2 separate regions of the Oryzias latipes genome follow, and region 2 is linked to region 1. A link is a contact called in public Hi-C data. All regions are on one chromosome and are shown on one strand. The core of a region is the stretch at or near the end of the contact, and the rest is flanking DNA. Distances in the headings are between cores, read along the strand shown. Region 1 overlaps fndc3b (fibronectin type III domain-containing protein 3B). Region 2 holds the start of LOC101167661 (neutral cholesterol ester hydrolase 1).

Region 1 (7,835 bases), core at 2,828-5,327:
TTGAGGGTGCCTTTGTGTGTGTTTACTGTTACCTGTTTGTTGGGCTCCGGAAAAGGCTGGTGTGTGTCACACAAAATAGCTGGAAAGAGGTGAGGAGCGCAGTTAGGAGTAAGTGTGGAAAGGATGAATTAGGAGGGACAGAGTGAGTAATATTCGAAATAAAAAAGGGAGTGAAGCATTTTCGTAATGGCTGATGGGAGGAAAAAATAGGAGGTTCGTTCTGGGAAATGAGATGAAAAGATGGAGCCAAGCAAGGTGGAGGAACTGATGAAGACGCACTCTGCAAACGACAAACGCCTTTTTTATTGTTAAAAAGGTAGTTTAAAAACTTGCAGCAAAACCATTAGGATTCAATATGTTCAAAAATCAGTGTGAAATTCCTCCATTTCTTCGGAAAATGTCTGGCATAATTGAAGCTGTCAGCACAGACAGAAAATATTAGGCTGTGTTTATGCTTGGATGTGTGTTTGCAGTTAGCCCAGGCCTCTGTGTGTGTGTAAGTGTGATTTATTCGAGGCCAGGTCTACTTCCAGAAGTCCCAAAGGGGTCCCCAATGACTTTAGCAGCCGCAGACCTCCATCGCAGAGACGGAGGAAGAGAGGGATTTGGAAGAAGGAGATATGGACAGTGGAAAAGTCAACATCATTTTGAGACTGCTAATTCTATTTAGGATCTCTTGCTTCTGCATTCGGTGCTCATGTCAGACTCAAAACGACCAGGAGGCATTTACAGGGTACCAACATTTGTGACGTTCTTTTTTTTCCCTCTTAATTCTTTCTGAGGGCATGCAGGCGGTTTTAAGGAGATTTTATAAGTTGATGTTAAAACTGAGTTTATGGTGCTCTTGATCCTGACTTGACCTGCAGCAAATCATACTGTATTTTCCTGCCTCTGTCATGCGCCTGTACATTAACGTTATATCCTCTGAATGGGAAGTTTTGTTGAGGAATTTCTCTCATTTTTTTCCAGGTCCTGCTGAGGTTCCCATGATGTCTCCAAATGGGTCAATCCCCCCCATCCATGTTCCCCCAGGGTACATTTCACAGGTTAGTGTTTGTGCTAGAAGTCCTTCGTCTGATCACATCATTTCTGAAGGAAGTAAAACTTCTCTATTGGAAGGGAAAAAAAACAGGTTTTTACATTTCTCAGTTTGTTTAAGCTGCTTTATTTTCTGCAAGAGCTCTCCTTTGGGATATCTTATTATTGCTTCAGTTCATTGAGGCTGCTCATCGTCTTGTATCACTCCGTCTGGGTTTCTTCTCGTCAACAGATGTCTGAAAATCTTTGAACTGTAGTTAAAACCAACATACAGGGGTTGTAAACAGCATTTCAAATCATTCATTCATTTTCGTATAGAAGTCACTTATTTCTCCTTGATTTCAGTATTTTTTCCTGCAGATTGTAACTTGGAGTCTGAAAGGTGCCTCTCAAGTTGTTGAAGCCGTTTCCATGGTTACTAATGAAATGGAGATTGACGAAGCGGTATCTGAAAGTAACGCACAAGGCTCCTAAAGGTTTTCTTGCATCTATAAGATGGTTGAACATGGAAATTAGTCTATCCATTCATCCATCCAAAAAAGCCACAGTTTTCAAACTGTCTGAACTATGTGAAAACCATCCTCCCCCCATTCAAAAGCAGAAATGAGTTAGTTTTCTTTGGGGGGGAAGGAGCAAAAAATGAAGTCTGTCCTGGTCAAAGCGTTACATAATTGAGCAGAACACAAAACGTCTGCAAAGTCTTCTCCTCCCAATGCAGCACACGTCAAAGGGTCCATAAATCAGAGAGGAAGGAGCCGCACATTTATTGCTATGGGGGAGGGGGGCAACTCCAGACCTTCAAGGCCACCGTCCAACTTGCTTGACCCACTTACTGTTTATTACCTGGGTCAGGTGTTTCCAGGTACTCATGTTTATGCTTCTTGAAAAGAAGAAAAACAGCAAATCTTGTCTTTAAAGTGTTTTTCAGCATTTCAGTGAACTGCTGTTCCAATTTACTGAATTGTTAGTTGGGTAAGTTTATAAAAAAAAGAAAGAGGAACCCCCATCCACTCCCATGTGGGGACTTTTTCACATCATTTTACAGATGATCAAACCTAAGGACAAAGATTTATCTCTTTCAACGTGGCAGAAATCTTAACTGAACCATTAAAGACAGTTTAAAGAGCAGATTCTGACACACTGTCATTCAAAGTTTTTAATGAATACCACTCTCAAACAAGAAGTGACTTGGGAAAAATTAAGGCAAACTATTTGTTTGGTGTAGCTCACTGAAAGGATCTCGAAAAAATTTGACAGAAGTTGGTTTGTCGTCTGTTGAAGAATGCATCTCACATTAGTTTTCATTTGGTTTGAAATCAAATGTTGAGAAATTTCTGAATGACTTATTTGGTAACAATTTTTTGATAGAATGGCTTTTACTTTGAAAGCCTTTCAGACAGGCGTGTCCAAAGTCCGGCCCGTGGGCCAAATGCGGGCCAGATTTCTTCTGGCCAGCAGGCTCCTGCCAAAGTATCAATAATATTTAGCGCCCAGCACTTTCTGAACTATGATTTCTTGATTGTGATTGGCTTATGTTATAAGCTGTTGCAAACCTGTGGCAACTTGACTTTTAGAGTCTTTAGGGCCAAACGAGAAAAAGAGATTTGTGAACTTAGATTGACAAAGTATTTTTCCAGAAAATTTCTTCATTGCATCTTTATTCTTCAAATAAAAAAATTCCCAGTAACTTTAGTAAAAATGTATTTAGATATATTTTTGTTATATGTGAAGAGATGAAAAGTATCTCATTAAAAAAACGTATTTATTATATAGTTCATTTGCATTTAATGGTATTAAGGGAGTTCCTAGAATGCAGGTTGCTGGGCCTTTGCAGTAAATTTGGACACTCCTGCTTTAGGAAGACTTTAGGATACCAGTCAGTTCCTGTTTGGGTGAAACCTAACTGGCCATAAGGTAGACATTATGCAAATGCTGTACACGGTGATGTAATTAGGAAAGGTAAGGAAAACATGGGCTTCAAATGAGGCATTTAGACATCTCAGAGAAGCGTCTTCTAAGGGACAAAATAACTCCCTCTGCTATAGACTTTTGTTTTTTTTCATCTCTGCGGACAATTTGCATCGACCAAAAGCTGAATAACATGTTGAAGGAAAGGCACAAATCCAGCAGATCTAAATGACCTCTAACGGGGAATGTTTCAACATAGCTTTCGCAGACTAAGCCCGTCTTTCAAGGACTTAGGGATTCTTGGTTTGATCATTTTTTTAAAGAACAAACGCCAGAAATAGAACTGGTGGTCATTGTTAAAGATTGGGAAGTATTAGACACTGAAGGAGGGCATTCTGTAGAAAGCTTTGCTCCGACCACACGTTAAGTATGTGCCAGACATTCCACCTTTCCTTTCAGTTGTAGTTAATAAAAACAAGTATCCAGCCTCCCGCCACATCTGCGCCCAACAGGAATGTGCTGATTTGTGGTGTTAAGGCCATTCGTTTTCTTTCCTGTATGAATTTGTGCCTGTGTTCTCCCTTGAATGCCCCCAGAATGGGGGGAAAAAGAGAAGGAATCAATAGACCGTCCTCACAAACATTTGTGGTGAGCGGCTTGTGGTATTGTGTTCCTACGGCTATGAAAGTCAGGTCATTGGCTGCCTGTGTTTGTCTGTGTGTGGGTGTGTGTTAGTCGGGAATCGGCCAAGTATGAGCGGGAGGTACTGTCACTCTTACATAAACAAGGCGGATGGGGGAGACGGGCCTTCGCTGGACAGCTTTCAGGGGGTGTGAATGTTGGAAGCGATGGGGAAAAATCTGTGCGATTGGCCAGAATGGATAGATTTTTAGTATGTGTCAAGGTTTTCCTGTTTGTGGGTGTCCTGTGCTTATATTCAAGTCAATTCCTTGCCAATAAAACGTACATGTAGAGCTGGTATGTAGGCCAGCTCCACATGTCCTCCCACAGGGACTTTGCCCTTATCTTCCTGTAAACACTCTGTTTTTCCCCTCTTCAGCAGAGGAGGGGATGAGGGGGAGACGAGGGCCTCCTCTTCATCCGCCTTCTCCTAACGCCCCCCTTCTCTTGAATTTCTCCCTCGGATTAGTTCTGTAACCTTCTTTGTCCCCTCCTGGCGGCCCTGCGCACCCTCACTCCTTTCTTTTCTCTGTCTGGTGTGTTTTGACAGTGCGCTGCTTCTCAGTTTGTGTTGGGGCGTTTGGGGTGGTGTTATGTGGCCTGTTTCTGACAGTGTGGATGTTGTTGTTAGGGACCAAGGATTGCTTCCCCTCTCTGCAGGGAGTGTGTGTTTGCTCTCTCCTTGGAATGCGCGCCTGTGAAAGTGTCTGAATAGCTGGAATGTGTGTGTGAATGTGTGTCCCCCCCAGTTCCTCATTGTGAAAGTTATTATATGTATTGAAACTTTAGTCATGCGAGGCATTTGCTTCTATTGACAAGAACATTACTTGGTTTCAACACTTTGAGAGAACCCATTACTATCTCCTTATCCTTTGTCAAGGTGTTGGATAATTCCTGAAAATAATTGCTTTATCACAGGTCCTACTATACACAAAAACTCATAAAAAAAGAGAGCAAAAAAAAGATAAGAAACTTAGCATTTATCATTAAATTAGGCAGTATTACAATCTGGTCAGTTCAATATTAAGCCGAATCCGAATACTTCCCCTACCTCTACGGCTTCAGCCTACCACACCAATTGTAGGGGCATTTGGAGGAGTAGGGTTGTCCGAAATAGTTTTTTTTTAGGGCTAACTCTCACGGCGGCGGGATGCAGTGCTGTCTCCTGCTAGGGTGTTACGCGTTATCCGTTTTCTTTGCGTGGGTATTATCTGTTGCACACATGTGTAAATTTAAATTTAAGTAATGACTTTTTGTTTTAGCATGACCTTTTTAAGTTATAAAACCAATGTTTTTACGTAGTATAGCTGAATAATACGAATCACATTACTAACATTAGTTAATGCATAATTAAGCATTAACTAGCTGTTAATTAAGTGTTGATTGCCACTTTTAGCCATTACTTTGCATTATTAAGTGTATTACTGAGGGATATTTTTCTAAGCAAAATCTAAAGTTTATTGTTTAACCTCACTTAATGCATTGAAAGCATTGAGTAAAGAATAATTGCTCAGGCTACAATATGGTTCCAATGATCAATTCATAATTATTAAATAAGGTAATTAATGCTTAAGTAATGCCTATTAGGCTTTTCAGCATTAATTAAGAATTAGGTCATCCTAAAAACACAACATAGTAAAAATGATTACTTTAGACATTAAGACTCTACAAACACATTAACATGTAGTTATTGCATACTTAATGGTAAGCAGTTGTATAAGACAGCTTGTAATAAATTCTTAATGCATTATGTAAGTATGAATATTAAACACGAGCGGCTGTGGTAAAGCGGTAGGGCGGTCGACCCATGATCGTAAGATTGCAGGTTCGATTCCCGCCTTGCACGCCCATGTTTCGAAGGGTCCTTGGGCAAGACACTGAACCCCACCTTGCCTCTGGTGGGAGGTTGGCGCCAGTGTTCGGCAGCGGAGCCGCCATCAGTGTGTGAATGTGTGTGTGCATGGGTGAATGGGACTATGACTGTAAAGCACTTTGGGCCTTCGAAAGAGGGTTGAAAGCGCTATATAAGTATACGCCATTTACCATTTAACATTTACCAAACATTAGTTATCTGCTAACTAAAGCATGTAGTAATACACTTAGTAATGGAAAGTAATGCATAAAAGTTCTACTTTTTTTAATAGTTTATTAATGCTTCATTATGAATTAACAAATATTACTGAAGAAACCCGCTTTGTATAATGTTACCAACCTTTTTGTGGTATCCCGAATTACTCGAATGCAAATTTTAGCTATTAAAAAAAACCACATTGAAAATAAGATACTAACCATCCCTCCCCGCACAGTTGTCTTGAATAAATATGATAAATGATTACCGGTAAATGTAAAGTTGAACATTTTAACAGGAGCTGACAAGAAATTGTTCTAATTTGAAACCAGATTGGCCTTCTCATTCAAATGAATGGGAAGCTGTGTCCAAACATTTGGTCTGTACTGTAAATATATAAATATTAGTCAAATGGTAAAGTAATAATTTCTTGTTGTTGTATAGCAATAAAAATGTAGCGTCCCGATTATTTTTTGTTAATGTGTCTGTTAGTTGTGTAGAAGTGTGTTTGTTGCTCAGTTTCTCCTGAGTTGTTCACAGAGTGAACTTGTGGTGAACTTGTTGCAGTGCTTCACAGATGACGAGCTCTCCAAAAGCTTTCACCTCACCTCGTTTGGTGTTTTTAATGCCTTCAAAAAGACTGACGGAAAATTGTTCTTTCTTCCTGTCTACTTTTAAATGATTTCCATTAATTACCGGTACACAGAAATGTTTTTTTAAAGCAGTGAAGAGTTTGTTTGTATTTTTCACATAATGAAACTTTTCCACAATTTGTTGCTTTGGAACTGGTAAAGACCCAAAAATATTTAGAACATGCTAACATTTTAGGACTCACAGGAATGCCTCCATAAAGACAACATTCTTTATTTCAGTTTTCATGGGTTTTGTAATTTGTTCCTGCCCACAGGTGCTGGAGGATACCGCGGGGGTCCGTCGAGTGGTGGTGACCCCTCAGTCTCCAGAGTGCTACCCCCCTTCATACTCCCCAGCTCTGTCCCCTACACACCATTTGCCCCCTTATTTGGCTCACCCCCACTTCATCCCCAACTCTCATTCCTTCTACCCTGTAAGCCCAGGGGAGCTGCCTCCCCACCAGTACTACCAGCACCACCTTCCCCCCATGTATGGCGACCCAGGTAACCAATCTGTCTACTAAAAGGGTTTTTCTTAAGGGTTTTGAAACATAAAACTTGGAAAAATAAAACCTATCATCTTCTCTTTAAGAAATCATCTCAGTTTATGGGATGTCGAGCTACATAAGCACAGAAGAGACGTACAGTAAGCCGCAGCCTAAAAAGATCAAGGAACCACGGCAGCTGGAGCCACAGAACCGGCTCAATTCTCTGCCCTCCACTCTGTATAAGGGCAGCATGGGACCGGCGCACAATGGATACAGGTGAATGTTTTTAGAAAGATTAAAATAACATATGCCAACTCAATATAGATGTGAATGTAATTTACCTGTCAATTAAAAAAAAAGGGCATTTTGATTTCTAAACTTTTAAACATTTGTTTAAATGAAAGAAAGCTATCCAACTTTCATTTTTCTTTGCCCTCCTTTGTGTTAATCAAGTCATTTTTTATTCGTGATTCCTTTTGTGATGCAGCAACAAAACGCACGCCTCGTCACTCGGGTCAGTGGGGTCAGGGAGTGGAGTCAGCAGTCCAGGGGGCAAGAAACCAGAGAGACGACTCCGCTGCAGCCCCAGAAACAATGAGCCAGAGACACACACACAAGGTAGAACACACCAACACAATGGCGTCTGTTTCCAACCTGTGCATTGCTGTAGTGCTGTGTGCGGTGAAATCACCACTTCTCTCTCCCTGGAAGAGTCACCTGTCGTCCTGCTGTCTTTGTATCTGCCTTTATTCTCATTACCCTCGGTGCCCCCTCTGCATTTAGGCCCCATGACGGGAACATGTTGCCCCTTTCTTTCTCCGCCCACAAAAAAAAAAAGAAAAAAAAAAAGAAAGATTGGATGAAAAATGAATGCAGCCTCACTGGAGTGAGGAGATCATAAAAGCGGCAGGATCTGGATGGACGGGTTGAGGTGGGATGGTGGGGAAGGGGCTAAGAGGGGTTGTCTGGGTAACCACATAGTTGAATCCGTCCCTGAGCGCTATCGTTTTACCCCCACTA
Region 2 (7,348 bases), core at 1,898-4,397, 130 kb before region 1:
AAGAAGTGTTTGGCAGCAGCTAAGCAGTCCAGAAAGGGCTCTGGGAAGTGGACCTCTGGATACAGGCGATAGCTGCAAACACAGAGCAGTGAGCTGCAGCTGGAGGCAAAACAAACCCACCGCTGCCGGCCTCAGACGCACTTACTCCACACTGACCACCACGCAGTTCAGCTCATCAGAAACCATGCTGCTGATGGAGTCATAGGTCCCAAATTCTGCAGCAGATGGAAGAGAGATGATGCTGAATTATTCCTAGAAAGACTCATTCCGAATGACAGTTTTGAGCTCAGACAAGAAAATGACTGGATTTAGTCGTCTACAAGTGGAGGCATCAGAATGGGCCGCTGACTGTTGGATCCGCTTGAACACAAGCGTGTACGTCTCCGTTCTCCTCATCAGAGCTGGCATCTGGCTCAAAACAGTACAGCTGGACAGCTCCACTGTTGCTCGCCATTATTGTTGCAGCATTACTGTTAGTTTGTGGTTGGGAGGGGCTGTTAGCTAGCTGTAAACAAAGGGATCATGGGACATTAGCGGAGGGTTGCTCCACACCAACAGTTCTGCCTGCAAGGAATTTCTAATATACTCCTGCCCCTCTGCAGAAACTATGTCCTAGAAAAGGAGAAGTTATTTTGATTTTTGGCTTAAAACGGGATTGTTAAAAGACCACTGGGAACGCTTTAAAATCAACCCAAAATATAGTTGCAGTGGGACTTTACCTGGTGTAAAATATCATAACTTTACTTTCTAGTTGTACCTTTTTATAGATATTTATCTGTCTGGTTTTCGGCGTTTACTACAAATTCGTGACTGCAACTACATTCCTCACTTTTTGTCCAATCGAAGAGCGGTTAACGAAAACTTCAGAACTTCCCGAGCTTCCCGAAATACTTTATGGGAAAGAACTTATAAATTAGATTATTCAAAAGCTGACTAAATTTTTTTTACAATCGTATAAAAGTACGTTTATTTTTGTCAAACATGTTAAATTAAGCTGAGTTGGTTAATTTAAAAACGCTGCATAGAAACAAATGTGGTAGCATTTGTTTTTTTTTTTATCTGCAGGCACAGGTTTGATTATTTTTTTTATCCTTTTACTTATCACTTCTTACACACAGAAACTTCTTTAAGTCTTTGTACTTTTTTAAAAAAAAGAAAACATTGTTTAAAAAGCTATTTTGTTGATGTGACAAATCAGTTTATTTATAAAGTTTCTGTTTTGATTCAATTCAGTCCAAATAATTTCAAGTCTGCGTCTTCTGCTGGTGCATGGGTGAGGAAGCAGGGGGCGACAGCGAGGCTCAAACTAGCATCTGTACTCACTGCCACTTCCAAAGGCCCAGCCGCCTCCGTGGAGATACATCAGGCCTCTCCTCAGATGGCCCTCGCCGCCCGCCGGGGGCTCGTAAACTCTCACCGGGACGCCAGCGAACGTGGTGTCTGTGAATTTGACCCCTGGGATGACTCCTCCCCTGGAGTCCACGGTCATGAACCCCTCAAAGCTCTCCAACGAACTCTTGACAGAGCTGATGGAATGACCCAGGTCCAGCCATTCCTTTAAGAATCCCTGAAGAAACGAGAGGGAGGGGCCATTAACTAATACATACACCCTTTTGAGAGGGTCCTACCCCGGTCTTTGAGAGGCCGCACCTCACACCTGATTCAGGTGCAGCCGTTAGGGCAGAGACACCTGAAAAACCAGCAGGACGCTGGGCTAGGACTGGGATCGGGATCGGACAGCCCTGCCCCAAAACGTGTGAAAGGTCAGGAGAAGAAAGAGGAGTTGAAGGATTTGAAGTGTCGTCATGCACCGTTTTTCCCACTGAAGGGTCAGAGTGAGTCAGGGCGTCTGAGAACGCAGCTCCATGGAACAGATCCCGCCACACCAGTTTCTAAAGTGCTCATTTACCTCGTGGATTTTTGGGAGGAAACCTTCATTACGAACCAAAGTCAGGGTTTGTCCTGCAGAAGACAATCGGAGGCGATTCAGAGCTAAATTCTGTGGGTGGGTGACGGGTCGGTCAGGGTGTGCAAACACAAATGCACTGACTGACGTTCTTGCGAAATGAAAAAACACTGTTGTAAAATGTTTTGTGTGTGTGTTTTAATTTTTTTATTTCGGTCTGGACAACATTCTTGATGGCAAAACGTGTCGTTGCATCATTTTTCCGTCAGGTTGTTTGGAGAATTTGGTTATAATCTCCTGAATAAATCAAATAGTTCTGCTTTATTTTAGGCCAAAATCTAAAAAACCTAAGAAAGTTAGAAGAAAAAGTGAATTAAACTTAAGTTTATTAACAAAATTATATTTTTTAAATGAACAGTTTTTGCTTCTGTTAATGTGAAATCAGTGTACAGGGATTTATTTCTTCAGGATTTTTAACAGAATATATGTAAAAAATCCATATTACATCTTTCATTTAGTCTAAACATTAGTGGGTTCCAGTAACTTAGTGCACCAATTCTTTAAAAAAATTCTTTGACTTTCAACAGAACAGCTTCCTTCATAAACAGACGAATAGAGTCGCTCTAATAAATGTTGCCTTTGCTCTGTCAGTTTCAAAATGTAGACCAAAGGTGAGACAGCAGCGCAATGATCTGACAGCCTGCCAGAAAAAAAACTGTTTAATGCTCCACGTTCTCTCTTTTTTTTATACGATTTTTGAATTTTCTCTTCATGCAAAGTTGTAGTTAAGTGTTTGCTTGCAAATAGAATCAATGGAAATGTTTAAAGAGGGTGTGGACTTTATCTAAAAAAAAAAAACAAAAAAAACTGGACTACAGTATATTGCAAAACGTTTACAATCAACGTGCATACATTTCATCAGTAGGTGAGTTATAGTCGGGTCAAAGTCCACTTTTTTCTCTTCCATATATACATGTCTATATTTTACAATTTCTGCAAAGCTAAACAGGGCAAACTAATATTTTTTTATGCACGTGTGTCCTGCAGGACAGAGCCGCTCTTCTTACCAGGTGCATCATGGTCCTGAACGTCGCGTCCAGCATCATCAGCTTCCAGGGCTTCTCGATGGCGTCCGGCAGCGGTTGGTAGATGTAATAAGCGACCGCGACGGTCAGCAGCGCGGCAACCACAAGCGGCTTCCACTTCATCTTGGTGCATCTGTCAGCTGCAGCTCCTCCTGTCAACCTATTATGTCAATCGTACCCGACCGGAAGTGAGCTGAGGGGACTTCCGCTTAAGCTAAAACTCAATCTTGGTCCTCGGAGTAAATTCAAATATCTACAATTAATTTGTTTAAAGACACACTTTGGATTTATTTTATGTTGCGGAGTAAAACAGTCTTCATGTCCGAAATTTCTTTTGTAAATTAATTCACATTTCTTTAACAATACTTTTATTCTGAAAGGCCAGCAGTTGCACGAAGGGGTTTCTGGGAATTTGAGTGTTTGATTAAATTTGCTCAAACTGTACTGCACGTTTGTGACCACTGAAGGACGCTGTAAACTTACCGATCCATTCAAAGAAATAAAGTTAAGCAGATTAAAATAAAACGAAATAAATAGTATTATTATTAAGAAATTCTGTTTTGTTCTTAGTAGCTGAAGTAGCTCAAAGTTCCTTTTTTGTGTGTGTTTATATCAGTCTGCAATTTCATATTTATTTGGCTGTGTTATCAAAATCTAGACGTTTACAAAAATACTGAATGTCTATAAAGAAAATTTAATATTCTGATTATTAATTTAGTCTGTCTTTAATGGCAGTATTTTATTGTAACAGAGTTTTTATAGTTATTATAGATATAGTTATTATAGATACAAAAAAGCTGCAATAAGTATGAAATGAAAATATCAAATCATTCACTAAAATGTTTTTTTCTAGGGAAATTTCATCTTGGAAAAAATGCAGAAAGTTGTTGGAAAATCTGCACTTTAAATTCTATCCAGATTAATAATTTTGGTTCATTTCTGTTGATATTTTTTCTCCACTTTTAGTTAGCTTTACTCTCTACAGATATAATGTGATTTGATGCAGCTAACACAGGTTCTGAATGGGATTTTATGCCATCAAAGGTTCATAGGAAGAATTTCGATGTGTTCATGATGAACCACTCTGACCATTCTGTTGCCTGCAGACTTATTTTCAAGACTGGTTCAAATGTGGGTCAAACACCCAGAGAGGCGGAGGAACTGACGTCAGAGACGACGCTGCACAGAGTGTCGGTCACATTTTTATGTGCTATTAATCGTCCTGTCAGTGCCTTTCCCTGGTGGCTCCCAGCAAGACAAACCTTAGCCTTGATAAAGATTTGGCCCTAGAGCTGACTTTCCAAAACAGAAGCAGGAGCAACAGACTGACAGGCAAACCGACGCGGAGAACAGACCGGAGCAAGAAGCTTCATTATATGACAGAAAAAACCCTCACACACTAGCTTTTCATAAGTGACAGATATTTATAGTCCAGTTTTCTTTATGGTTTACATTCCATCTTCTAAGCCCTTAGATTCTGGACGTATTGACCACATTCAGCACTTGATCAATTTCCATGAGCCGCTGGTAAACGAGCGTCAGCAGGAAACCCAGGCTGTAAATTTGATATATGTGCTTTCGTAAGAGACTGCGTGATCATGTGTGGCAGAAAAGTGTGCATTAAAATTCCCCCTAGCTTTCCCCTCCCTGACTGCTGTGTGCTGGCCCGCCGTCTCCCTGCAGTCTGTGGTATGGCGGGCAGAGACGGGGGCCCCTATCTCCTGTCGCTGGCTGGAATTACACTTATGGTCATTTAACTCGACCTGAGCGCACAGAGCAGAGATGGAGGGCTTTTTTTCCCTCCATTTTTAGTTTACTCAGCCTCAGCCTCTGACGCCACCATCAGAGGCGTCCTGTGATTACACCTCCTAACCTGCCCTGCATCTGGTATTTTGATCTAGGGCAAATTAGGACAGAAAACCAGATCTAACAGAATGTAAAGGATGTTTTACAGCTGTGTGCTGCATGTAGAAACCAGAGAACACAAGTCGACCCTAAATATGCTCCAACCGACACTCTCCTGCCAGAGTCGTTTACAGGAAATTGCTGCACATGAAATCAGGAATGTCTTTGAGTGTCATCAGGGATGCTGACTGTGGTTGTGTGACCACAGCTGCAGAAGATGGATGAAGGCATCCAGGCTCATTTTCTCCTCTCATATTATCACAGTGAGTCACAGTGAGGAAAGGTGAAACTGATCCTGAGACTCGGAGCAAAAAGGACACTATCGTAAAATAAAGTAATGAATGGGATGTAATTGGATTATTAAAAGCAATCATTTCAATTCACTTTCAGCAAATCATTTTTGACTCCTGTCGGGTTAGATATGTGTGGAGCTGCATTTTGGACACAAACTAATGACTCAGAAGTTCAATATTTACATTGTTTTTTTTTCTTATTATAAATATTTGTTTTTATGTTCAGAAAATTGAAATGACAACATCTCCAGATCCATAGAAGACAGGCTTTTGCATCTTCAAACTCAAACATGAAAAGGAAAATCATGGCTGTGTCATGGTACCTCTATCAGTTCTGTTCCTGACGTGACTTAACTGTGACCAACGAGGAAACAAACCTTGTTTTTACTAAAGGGAGTTCTGGTTGGATCTGTGCCAGCTGGACCTCAGCTGTGGAGGTGGGAGAAATTGTTTTTCATAGGCCTAGAAGCTCATGAGTTTTATAATTTCATACCATTTTCCGGAAAATGCTCTCCTTTATTAAATAATTCTTTTCACCGACAGAGCCATCTTCTGTCTAGTTAGTGTCACACTTCTGTTTCCTGGGGATCCTGGAGAAGACTGACGAAGAGCTCCTCTGTGGTTGGAAGCACAGGTTGGAAAAGTCATCATGCCGACAATTGGCCGGGGAGGTCAAAAGTCACGCTGATGTGGACACCCGCATGCCTCAGGCCTGACCTTTAACATGAGGGGACACGAGGGCACCCCCTCTGCTGAGGAGGGCAAACATGCCCACCCTCCTCTTTGATGGACTCGTTGGCAAATACAACCTCATTAAAAGGCCGGTCCTGACCTCTCGCTTCCTCTCCGGCATGCTCAGCTGACGCGCCGGCCCTCTCCCATGAGCCTCCACCGGCTCCAAATGCGATCCTGATGTTCTGTTAACCAAACTCCCCCCCCTGCTTGTCCCCCTCCGCCATAAGCGAGGTTTTCAAGTGTGGTCTGGGGGCTCCTCCCCTTGTCCTCAGCTGCTGCGGCAAAATCGTTGACAAGAGGCAGCTGTTGCGGTGGCGGGAGCAACCAGAGAAGATGCGCAGATTATCCGACTCATGGCGGGAGTCACCTCCACTTCCACTTACAGACCAAGAGGAAAACCTGACAAGAAGGGGGAGGTTCTTCTCGCCCTGTTAGACAGCTGGTGTCATATAACGCAGTAATAAAACTCTTCCCCTTTTAACCATCATTTTCATGTGACATATATGACAAACCCCAGACAGAGAGAGAGAGACACAGGCAAGCAGGCTGTGCTTGTAAAATGGCAAATGTAGGCCAGGATTTTTTTAACTTGGCTTTGGTAACAGCCTCCCCTCCTGCTGGCCTGCCAGATTTGGGCCCAAACAGTTGAGCTGCAGTTCGTTTATAAGTTCCTGTCCTGCATTTTTGCAGCTGAGGCTCAGATCCAGGTGCCCGCTCCTCACATCTCCTGTGTTTGTGCACACTTTATCCCCGCTGCTGTGTGAGGCGACACACCCAGCTCCATTGTGGCACAATGTGTCAGCACCCTCTGTGCCTTCTCTTTTATCTTCCACCCATCTCTGCTTCATCTCTTTTGAGCTCAGTGCTGTAAAGCTCCTTCAGGTGTGGCAGGTCTTTTAGGGAATTTGAGTCTTCTCCTTCAGTGAGCTGAAACAAAGCCTTTCAACTTACTAGGTTTGTTTCTCACTTTATTTTCCCCCTCAGGAACATTTTTTGTGCAGAATTTGGCGGATTAAAAAGGACTTTTGCATGCAGTATTTGCTCTGACAAAGATAAACAACACAAACCCCACTGGATTGCCTAGATTTGACCCAAAAAGGGTCATTTGCGTCATAAAACTGAGTCTTTAATCTTTACAAACCTTGCATTGACAGTTGGTTTTTCAATAACTGCACATTCCCGTTTTTTGCTGGAAAACAATCTAATTGGGTCATTTTACACTGAATAAAATGACAAAAGCTGTTTGAAAGTATATTTTATGATATTTGTGATGATTGTTGTCTTTGTGTTTTCTGATATGTTTTGGTTTCTTAAAAGTCTTAAACGAGATAATTATGACTTTTCTCGTTTTCTTTAGAAAATGTTTTTTTTAAATTCATTTTTTGGTTATTTTTAAATTTCATTTTTCTTTTATCCATCTTTCC

Evidence for each region. Hi-C and Micro-C count contacts between places; a contact is called where the count stands out from the background.
Region 2: a Hi-C map of gastrula embryo shows a contact between it and region 1, with 1.9 times the contacts expected there. The contact joins the promoter of LOC101167661 here to the enhancer-like site in region 1. A contact is called at or near these places in 3 of 5 Hi-C or Micro-C datasets (embryo, fibroblasts and gastrula embryo).

What each region holds. Positions count from the first base shown.
Region 1 is chr22:5,584,168-5,592,002 of ASM223467v1, reverse strand. fndc3b (fibronectin type III domain-containing protein 3B) reads left to right here. Exons shown (of 27, transcript XM_004082165.4): 4 at 970-1,046; 5 at 6,603-6,831; 6 at 6,920-7,091; 7 at 7,303-7,433. Among protein-coding and RNA genes, the nearest start is that of pld1, 52 kb to the right of the region's middle. Within about 2 kb of position 4,077, at least 6 of the 8 cell types and tissues checked have an H3K27ac peak or open chromatin away from gene starts, as enhancers often do. A contact at or near this core is called in embryo and gastrula embryo, where this site is marked.
Region 2 is chr22:5,716,708-5,724,055 of ASM223467v1, reverse strand. LOC101167661 (neutral cholesterol ester hydrolase 1) reads right to left here and starts at 3,147. Exons shown (of 5, transcript XM_004082166.4): 1 at 2,974-3,147; 2 at 1,324-1,567; 3 at 146-215; 4 at 1-72. The coding sequence starts at 3,114. It overlaps LOC105356895 (a long non-coding RNA gene), which reads left to right. Exons shown (of 2, transcript XR_002872619.1): 2 at 2,954-3,544.